Linked DNA regions of Mus musculus: all the other regions are linked to region 3. Evidence: chromatin contacts called from public HiChIP or PLAC-seq data. All regions are on one chromosome and are shown on one strand. The core of a region is the stretch at or near the end of the contact, and the rest is flanking DNA. Distances in the headings are between cores, read along the strand shown. Region 1 holds the start of B3gnt7 (UDP-GlcNAc:betaGal beta-1,3-N-acetylglucosaminyltransferase 7). Region 2 holds the start of Psmd1 (proteasome (prosome, macropain) 26S subunit, non-ATPase, 1). Region 3 overlaps Armc9 (armadillo repeat containing 9).

Evidence for each region. HiChIP or PLAC-seq counts read pairs in DNA pulled down with a chosen protein or histone mark.
Region 1: an H3K27ac HiChIP or PLAC-seq map of embryonic stem cells shows a contact between it and region 3, with 54 read pairs. The contact joins the promoter of B3gnt7 here to the enhancer-like site in region 3. A contact is called at or near these places in 9 of 39 promoter capture datasets (the C10 cell line, Sertoli cells, cranial neural crest and 6 more), 7 of 15 datasets of contacts at CTCF or cohesin (CD8 T cells, the G1E-ER4 cell line, embryonic stem cells and 2 more), 54 of 484 Hi-C or Micro-C datasets (B cells, the Ba/F3 cell line, the CH12 cell line and 27 more), 40 of 115 datasets of contacts at active chromatin or transcription factors (the 230-238 cell line, the HPC-7 cell line, T-cell acute lymphoblastic leukemia and 19 more) and 5 of 9 other capture datasets (adipose tissue, embryonic stem cells, liver and 2 more).
Region 2: an H3K4me3 HiChIP or PLAC-seq map of bone marrow-derived macrophages shows a contact between it and region 3, with 3 times the contacts expected there. The contact joins the promoter of Psmd1 here to the enhancer-like site in region 3. A contact is called at or near these places in 2 of 39 promoter capture datasets (the HPC-7 cell line and embryonic stem cells), 1 of 484 Hi-C or Micro-C datasets (nephron progenitors), 7 of 115 datasets of contacts at active chromatin or transcription factors (bone marrow-derived macrophages and embryonic stem cells) and 3 of 9 other capture datasets (adipose tissue, liver and pancreatic islet).

Annotation. Positions count from the first base shown.
Region 1 is chr1:86,301,893-86,304,611 of GRCm38.p6, reverse strand. It overlaps B3gnt7 (UDP-GlcNAc:betaGal beta-1,3-N-acetylglucosaminyltransferase 7), which reads right to left and starts at 1,391. Exons shown (of 2, transcript NM_145222.2): 1 at 1,058-1,391. The coding sequence starts at 1,068. It overlaps Gm28626 (predicted gene 28626), which reads left to right and starts at 552. Exons shown (of 2, transcript NR_151592.1): 1 at 552-648; 2 at 994-1,549.
Region 2 is chr1:86,063,317-86,066,016 of GRCm38.p6, reverse strand. It overlaps Psmd1 (proteasome (prosome, macropain) 26S subunit, non-ATPase, 1), which reads right to left and starts at 1,398. Exons shown (of 25, transcript NM_027357.2): 1 at 1,212-1,398. The coding sequence starts at 1,227.
Region 3 is chr1:86,187,934-86,190,633 of GRCm38.p6, reverse strand. It overlaps Armc9 (armadillo repeat containing 9), which reads right to left. Exons shown (of 25, transcript NM_030184.2): 11 at 1,646-1,757. Among named protein-coding and RNA genes, the nearest start is that of Armc9, 35 kb to the right of the region's middle. Within about 2 kb of position 1,408, at least 36 of the 459 cell types and tissues checked have an H3K27ac peak or open chromatin away from gene starts, as enhancers often do. A contact at or near this core is called in T-cell acute lymphoblastic leukemia, bone marrow-derived macrophages, embryonic stem cells and 3 more, where this site is marked.

The DNA of each region.
Region 1 (2,719 bases), core at 142-2,641, 110 kb before region 3:
GTGGGCTGCAGTGGGGAGTGGGTTAGCAGCCCCCACTGACTCAACAGAAGCGAGCCTTTCTTGCTCTAATTGGGAAGTCTCGAAGGGAAGTGGACAGATCCCATCACGACTCCTTATCCTTACCTTTATATTCTACACAAAGCAATGAGGTGCCTAGCCCTTCAGTCCTGGGGACGAAAACCCACTTTCCGGGGCCCCTACCTGGTCAAGTAAGCCCAGCACACCCTTTTCAGAGGCAGAAATCCTAGCTCTTCTCAGGAATGATCCTGCCTGTGCCCCCTTCCCCAAGAACCTTCCCTCCTTAGCTCACACTGGGAGACTCATGACTTTCCAGGACTGGGCCAGCAGAGAGATGGTTCTCACCTCCAAGTCTGGGAGGTACAAGAGCCAGGGGCCCACGAAGCACGTAGTAGATAACGCCAGGTTTTAAGCCTGCGGAGGCGCAGGGTGAGTGAATGTTAAGTCCTCCTACCCACATTCATCGAGCTTTCCTCAAGAGCCCCATGACTTCCTGGTTACCAGGTTGGATGGAGAAAGACAGAAATGACTGGAGGCGCGCTGCTGGGAATGGAAGTAAGAGAATTCTGAACCCAGTACTCCAGTCCTCAGGGTTCTAAAGAAGCTCCACGTCGTAGCTCCGGAGTCCGGGTAAGAACCAGCCTCAGGGCCCTGGCTCGCACATACCAATCCACTCCATTAGTAAGAGCAAAGCCGGGGAAGGAGAAGGGTCGAGGCGGTCCGGAGAAGAGGCCACAGGAGGGAAGAGGGACCGGAGGGGTCGGGTGTGTGTGTGTCTGCTAGTGAAACCCCAAGGCTAGAGAGACGTTGCATACAGGCTGCCGGAGTCGTGGCCGCAGAGCCAAGCGTGCGCCTCGCATCTCCCACATCCCATCTGCCGCTCCGGCGGCGCGCCCTGCTCCGCATCTCCCGCCACCCTCGCTGCCCGGGGAAACTGGGGTCGGCCTCAGGACACCTAGCGTGCATCCCTTGCAGTCTGCGGCCCCGGGAGGAGGTGAAGCTCGGAGGTACTCTGCGCCCCACCGGGACCCCGACTCACCACAGAGACATGGCGGCCCGGTCCAGGGCAGCTGAGCGGGGCGCACGGATCACAGCTCTGAGCGCCGCGGCTGGGGACAGCGGGACGAGGCCGAGCCGCACCCCCGCTGAGACTTTCTTTTTTTCCCTGCGGCTGGAGGAGGGGCCTCAGGGGCGGTGGCCCAGGTAGGTTAACCCTTTGTGCCCCGGCTCACTGTGGGGACAGCAACTCCGTTCAGCCCTGGCCACCTCAGAGGCACGCCCCACGGGAACGCGAAGGGAAGAGCCAGAATCTCAGAGACCTTGAAGATCGCCAACATCCTGAGGCGGCGACTTCCCCGCTGCTGGGCCTTCACGGGGTCGCCCGCCTCGCCTCCTTCGGGACACGTGGGGACGTCGGACACCGCCCACCTCCACGCCCACCCGGCGCCTAGCGGCCTGGTTGCTTCCTTCTGGAGTAGCCCTGGGTGTGTAGAGTGGAGGGAGGTGGATAAAGGCTGTTTCCCTAAAGTTACCTTATCTCTGCCCTGTCTACTTTTCTTCTTCCCGGGCTCGCTTAGGCCTGGGCGGCGATCTCAAGAGAAGATGATGCTGGGTTGCCTGTGTTAGACCCCCAGCCAGCTCAGGTCAATCCAGCTCTGGGTTTCCCACTCTTTCTGCATTACCACCCCCCAGTGAGAAGGCTTATTATCCTCTGCAAAAAGTCCATTCTTTTGCTAGCGTGTTCGCATGTGCTTTTAATCCCAGTTGGTGGATTTCTGCGAGTTTAAGGCCAGCCTGGTCTACATGGTGAGTTCCCGGCCAGCAAGGTCTCCCTAATGAGACTCTTGTCTCAAAACAAACAAAAACCTCCTTCTTGTATTGCCAACAAATCCTTCACTTAACCGCACCCCCACTTTTTTTTTTTTTTTGTCTCCAGGTTTTTATTATTCTGCGGTGTGAGCACCATTTTCTCTTGGGAGTGGGCTACACACCACAATCACAGTACAGGGAGGGAGGGGACACCTTGATGCCTCCTCTGGGTGACTTGGGAACATTTCTGGTAGATAAGGCTGCTTACTGGTCCTTCTGTCATCCAGATGTCTGGGGGTCTGGGGTCGCTTCAGAAATACCCACAGGACTTTTTACATTCCAGCACTTCCTATCTGTCAAGCCTGGTTCTAGGTCCCCGGCATCAGTGGCTCACTTGGTTCTGGAGACGTGTGCTATGGTTTGTTCCTATCTTACCAGGAGTTAGAGTCAGGGACACACACCCTTAGATGAAGTCACAACCTTACTATTCAAACCCAGGAGGTCTGCCTGGCTCAGGAGGTGGTCCCTGAGTCCCGGCTCAGGCATTTCTATCAGATAGTAGGACTGGGGAACTCAATACCTTTCTGCAATGCTGTTCCTCTCCCAGGGAATACAGGGAGACAGAAAGTCCCAGGGAGTCCTAAGGGTGAAGATTACTTTTGTCCTTCCCTTAGCGATCCTTAGGCTCGGGTGTGTGCTTAAACAAATAGTGGAATTTTCTGGAATTTGTAAGCTCCAGTCGGAAATGATGAAGGGCCTTCAGATGAAAAATTCAGAGGAGAATCCTGGGACAATGCCCCTTTTAAGTCCTCAAGAAGCCCTGGCCTGAAGTGTAAGTCTCACAGGCCTGGCTGCCTGCCCCTAGGAGTCACTGCAGTCCCACTAGTCCCAG
Region 2 (2,700 bases), core at 149-2,648, 120 kb after region 3:
ACACAACTATGATCAGTGAAGCCACCACTTTGAAGACCAGTGGTAATGGCGGGGCCTAAGCCTATTCTTACAAGTGGCAAAAAATCTAGTATTTTCCTCCAGAGCTAATTGGAAAAAAGAAAAGAAAATGCTTCTTTTGATGGGAACTAAAATTCATTGCAATCATCTGTCTCTATCAGGACAAAAGTCTAACTTCAAGTCCAAACACTTCTTCACGTGTTTAAAAATAACCAGCACAGAGTGTAGTAGTACACTACACATTTTTAATCCTAGTATTTAGGAAGCAGGGGCAGGAGATCTCTGTGAGTTTGAGGTCAGCTTGGTCTACACAGTGAGTTCGAGGACAGCTAGAGCTACACAGTGAGACCCTCCCCACCGTACAGCATACTGTCTACTGAGAACCCGTTTGTTCAAAATCAAATACTTGTAGAACAAGTACAGAATAGGAATAACAACCAAGCAAGGGTACGCAAGCAGCCAGGGCTGAGAAAGCATCGAGACTGGGAACAGCTATACGCAGTTCAAGTCTGTAGTGGGCTTGAAAAATCTCCATGTAGAAGTTCATCTCCCTCCACACCTTCCCATTTCAAAAGCCATTACAAGTATCTACCATACAAGTGTGCGAAACCTGCTTTGCAGTCCTGAGGATCTAAACACACACAGTAAGGTGGCTCTCCAGTCAATGCTGCCTTCACTGAACGAGGTTCTTAGGTGAATACGGTAGCACCAAAAACCCAGCCACCTCAAACCTAATTTCGGACTTCCAGGAGAAGATATCTCATGCACAAGCCAGAAGCACTTAGTGTAGCAGTTAGGCTGCCAGGCCAGGACCTGCTATAAGATGCTTACGATGACACCGGGGCCCATCCCAAACCGAAACACCTGCGGGGAAGGATTGGGGGGTCACTCGACCAAGAAGCGGACAGAGAATAAAGGTCCAGCGACCGCCTAGGAGCCCGGTCTGGTCCTGGAACGGGGGTGTGGCTGGAGAGGGACGGCCGGGTGGCTACCTGGTCCTATTCCTACGAACCCCAGGGGCCTGCAGTGACCTGGCCAGTTTCCCAGCCCTCGATCCCCGAGGTGGGCCTCGGGCAGAGGGGCCTCGCAGGCCGGCGCTCGACCCGGAGGTGCCCAGTCACCCGCCCTGACTCAGCTAAACGCCGGCGCGGCGGCGGCTCCTCACTGGGGCGCCTGCTCCCGGCAGCACTCACCGGCTGAAGTGATCATGGCTGCGCCCTGCACTCGCCGATCCACTCGTCCACAGTCCTGGCCAAGCCCTGGATCTGTCAGCTCAGGGCCCGCTTGCTCTACCGCACCTCCAGGGTCCCGGGTGCGCTGCTCAGTCAGTCCCCTCCACAGGCCGCCGGCTCGCTTCTAGCCGAGGACCCCGCCCGCCCTAGGGCTGCCCGCATCTCCGCCTGAGGCTTGGCTCAAATTCACCGCCACGCTGTGTCTTTTATGCAGCTTCCGCCTCTCGAGATCATGCAACAAGGTAAAAAAACATGTCGTTGTTTTTTATAACTCTCCGTGAAGTCAGAGATCTGGCCGGCTGCGAACGGACATTCATTTCTAGTTGCAATCAGGCTTCAAAATAGACACCCTTGCAAAGAGAGGCCCACTCATCACCCGCCATTGCTAAGAGAATGAGTGTTAGGGGAGGTATAAGCATTGCTCGCAGCGCCACCTAAGGCTATGGAGGTCTCACTGCAATAATGCCCACCAACCCAAGACTACAGGGAAGTATTTTCTTAGAAAAGCGACTGAGGCAGAAGGATCTTGAATTCGAGGCCAGCCTGGGCTATAAAAGATCTGCTATCAAAGTAGGGGAAGGTGGTGGTGGGATAATGCTGGAAAGGCGACTTGGTCGCTTAAGTGGTTGCCATAAAAGCATGAAGACCTGAAGTTGAGTTAGGATTCCCAGTGGCCGGTGTAAACCCAGTGCTGGGGGAGGTGAAGGCAGGTGGATATCTGGGGCTTGCTGGCCGGCCTGTGTAGCCGGTTGGTGAGCTCCTGGTCTAGTAAGAGACTCTTGTTTCCAAAAAATAAAGTGGCTGGGTGTTGTGGTTCACACCTTAATCACAGCACTCAAGAAGCAGAGGAAAAGGCAGGAAGATCTCTGTGGATTTAAGGCCAGCCTGGCCTACAAGTGGGTTCCAGGACAGCCAGAGCTACAAAGTAAGACCTTGAGGAGTGTGGGGGTAGGGAAGGAAGAGTGGGAGAGCAATTGAGGAAGACACCCAATGTCAACCTCCGGCCTACTTGCGTATATGTGTATATATGTGTATATACATATACATGTGTATATGTTTGACACAAACTTGCCTCCATGCCTGTGTCTTTCGTACAGCCTCATCCAGCGAAGGCCCCCCTCCCCCCAAATATGAACATACACAAAAATAGACTGTCCAGGTGTCAAACATGGTGGTACACCCCTTGGGAGGCAATGGTAGGCAGATCTCTGTGAGTTCCAGGCCAGCCTCATCTCCATAGTGAATTCTAGTGAAGGAGGAGTCAATTGTGAGACCCTGTCTTAAAAAGGCTGGGTTGGTGGCAGTTCGGAGAGTTGCCTTTAGTGGTTAAGCTTCCAGAGAACCCAAGTACAATTCTGAGCACCCACATCGAGTAGCTCACAACTACTTGTAACTCCAGCTCCAGGGGGTTTGATGCTCTCTTTTGGCCTCCACAGGTACCTATACTCAT
Region 3 (2,700 bases), core at 159-2,658:
TGGAGGGAAGTATGTGGCTCCACAGCAATCCTCCATGCGACATTTTTGGCACAGTCCTTTAGCAATCCCTCTTCAGTGGTGATCTGGTCAGCTAGCAGCTCCTCCTTCCCTCTGAAGGCCTCTCCTTCCTCCTGTCTTTGTGTCTCCTGGCTCTGACCTGGCCCTTGCCCACGCTGCACATGGCAGTCTGTGTTAGGACAGGAGAAAGCTGTGTACCTGACAAGAGCAAATGTGATTGCTTTTCCAGGAAAATAAACACCTTGTGGTTCAGAATCGGCTTCTGCCTGAGGACAATGTGGTGTGCTTGACACATCCTGGTTTGCAGCATGGGCAAAAGCCAGGCCACAGCCAATAGACACCACAGACAGGAAGAAGGAAAGGCCTTCAGAGGGAGGGAAGAACTATTAACTGACCTGATCACCACAGAAGATGGGGCTGCTAAAGGACTACTTAAAATGTCACTTGGGGAAATTACTATGGAGCCATGAGGGTGCATGGGAACTGGAGAGAAACAAAGGCAAAGCAATCCTTTTCTGATTATCTGATTATTAAAGTTTTCTCCTCTAAGGGAAGCCCTTTCTCAGCAAGAAGCCCAGGGAGTGAATGGACTGCATCCCAGCTGGGTGGCCAAGCAGGGTGAGTGTGGTAACATGAGCAGACCAGGGTGGGCAGTCCTGGTTGATCACTCTCCCTGCCCACCCACCTGGTCAACAGGCCCTTACAAACCAAAGCAGAGACCGCAGGGTTCCCTTGGGTCCCCAGTATCCCTCGTAGTTCCCAATGAGGCCAGGTTAGGATGCTAAGCACCGCTGAGGACTATTTCTACTCAAGGGTAGTGAGGCTACTTGAAGAATTCTGGCCCCAGGGTTCTCTGAACTATGGGGATCCACCAAGGAGCCTGACAGTACTCTGGGGTGAGTTTGAAAGGATTGTTTGGTGAAAGATTCTCAAAGTGTAGTTCAGAGAACTCTGGGCATATAACTTGAAAATGCAGAGGGGTCTGGAATGCTTGAAAACTGACCCAGGCTGCAACCGGTCAACCCAGACTGAGGAGGCATGGGAACCCAGATGAGACTTGTGTTTGTCCTGAGGCCTACCCAGTGTGGCTACTGATCAGTATCTGTTCCCAGGGCTCTCTGGAGTCGTGATTGGCTGGGCCTGCCTACATACTCTAACTAAAATGCAGGCCCCAAGTTGAATACAGCATGTGACCAGGCAGGGGTGGCTGCCACATCACACATGAAGGTGACAGGTGACGTCAGTTGACAACAATATAGAATGTGTCACAGTAAGACTAAGGCCTGTTTCAGGAGCTGATTTTCTTGCTGGGGTTGGGGGAAGGGCCTTACGATGTAGCCTTGGCTGGTCTAGCTCCTGCTGTGTAGAGCAGGCTGGTCCTGAATTTACAGACCTCTAGCTCCCCCTGCCTTCTGTAAACTGGAGTAAAAGGCTGGTGCTCCCACACCTGGCTGGAGCCAGTGAGCAGCTTTTGACCTCAGGTCTTGGTGTTGGCAGGTAGCAGGAAGGGATTTTTAGTACAGGGGTTACGTGATTCCAGCCAAGTTACCAGGTCGCCAATCAAGAAAAGCAGTGTTGGCTTGGCCTCTCTGCTTTTTGTTTTTAACTTCAAGGGGAAGGTACCTACCCAGCGCAGAGCCTGCAACAAGAAGGCTTTCAAGCGGTCACTCCCCCAGATCAAATCCTTCTTCAGCTTCTCATAATCCAGGGAGGGCAGTAGCGGGACATCCTTCAGCTTCCTGCGAAGCACCCAGCACCGCAGCAAGTTCAAAGAGAAGAAAGGGGCAAAGGGCGGGCATGCCATTACATCTCCTGAGCATCAATCAGTCAGGACACCTGCTTAGACCAAAGGATCCTGAAGTGGCCCAACTGCCACCCAACTCAGCTCCCAGAATTCCAGTGTCAGCCAGATCAGCCCTGCCTGTAATGCTGGATGGATTTTATGTAGCTAAATTTAATTCTTCTTAGATTTCAGTGGTATGCAAATTTTCTGTAATAAGCATGAATTACTTACATAATAAGAAAAAAATTACATACTAGGTTTTGTTTTAGTTTCTGTGTTCAAACAGAGTCTCACTGTGTGGCCCAGGCTGACCCTCCCACCTCAGCCTCCCAAGTACAGTGATTATAGGCTGTGTCAGTCACGTAAGTCCAACTCCCTAAACCCATGCTGACTTTTTGAGTTTGCTAACTGCATAGGGCTTGTGTAAAATATTAACACTGGGAAGTCTCGTGGAGGGCTGGAGACATGGCTCAGCAGTTAAGGGTACTTGCTGCTCTTACAGAGGATAAAGGTTCCATTCCTAGCACTAATATGGTGGCTCACAACCATCTGTAACTCCAATTTCTGGGAACCCTGTCATAGGAATGCTAGTAGAATCACTCTAGGGTAAACCTCAGAAGGAAACAGTTGCTTTTCACTGTCTCCAGGGTAGACATCAGTGACTAGGGTAGACATCAGTGACAGTAGTTTTCTGGAAGTGCCTTGACCTTGAAGAAATCATTGTAGAAATCAGTGATTGTTTTCTGTTGTCTATGGACTTATTGTTCTGAAGGAGCTTTTCAGTCTTTGCATGACCTTGGTCAGGGGACACTCCTGGCACACCTGGAAGGTCTTCTATTGTTACGCACTGCAAACACTACACAATGGGACTAAAGTTGCAGAGGCCCGAGGTTTTCCTT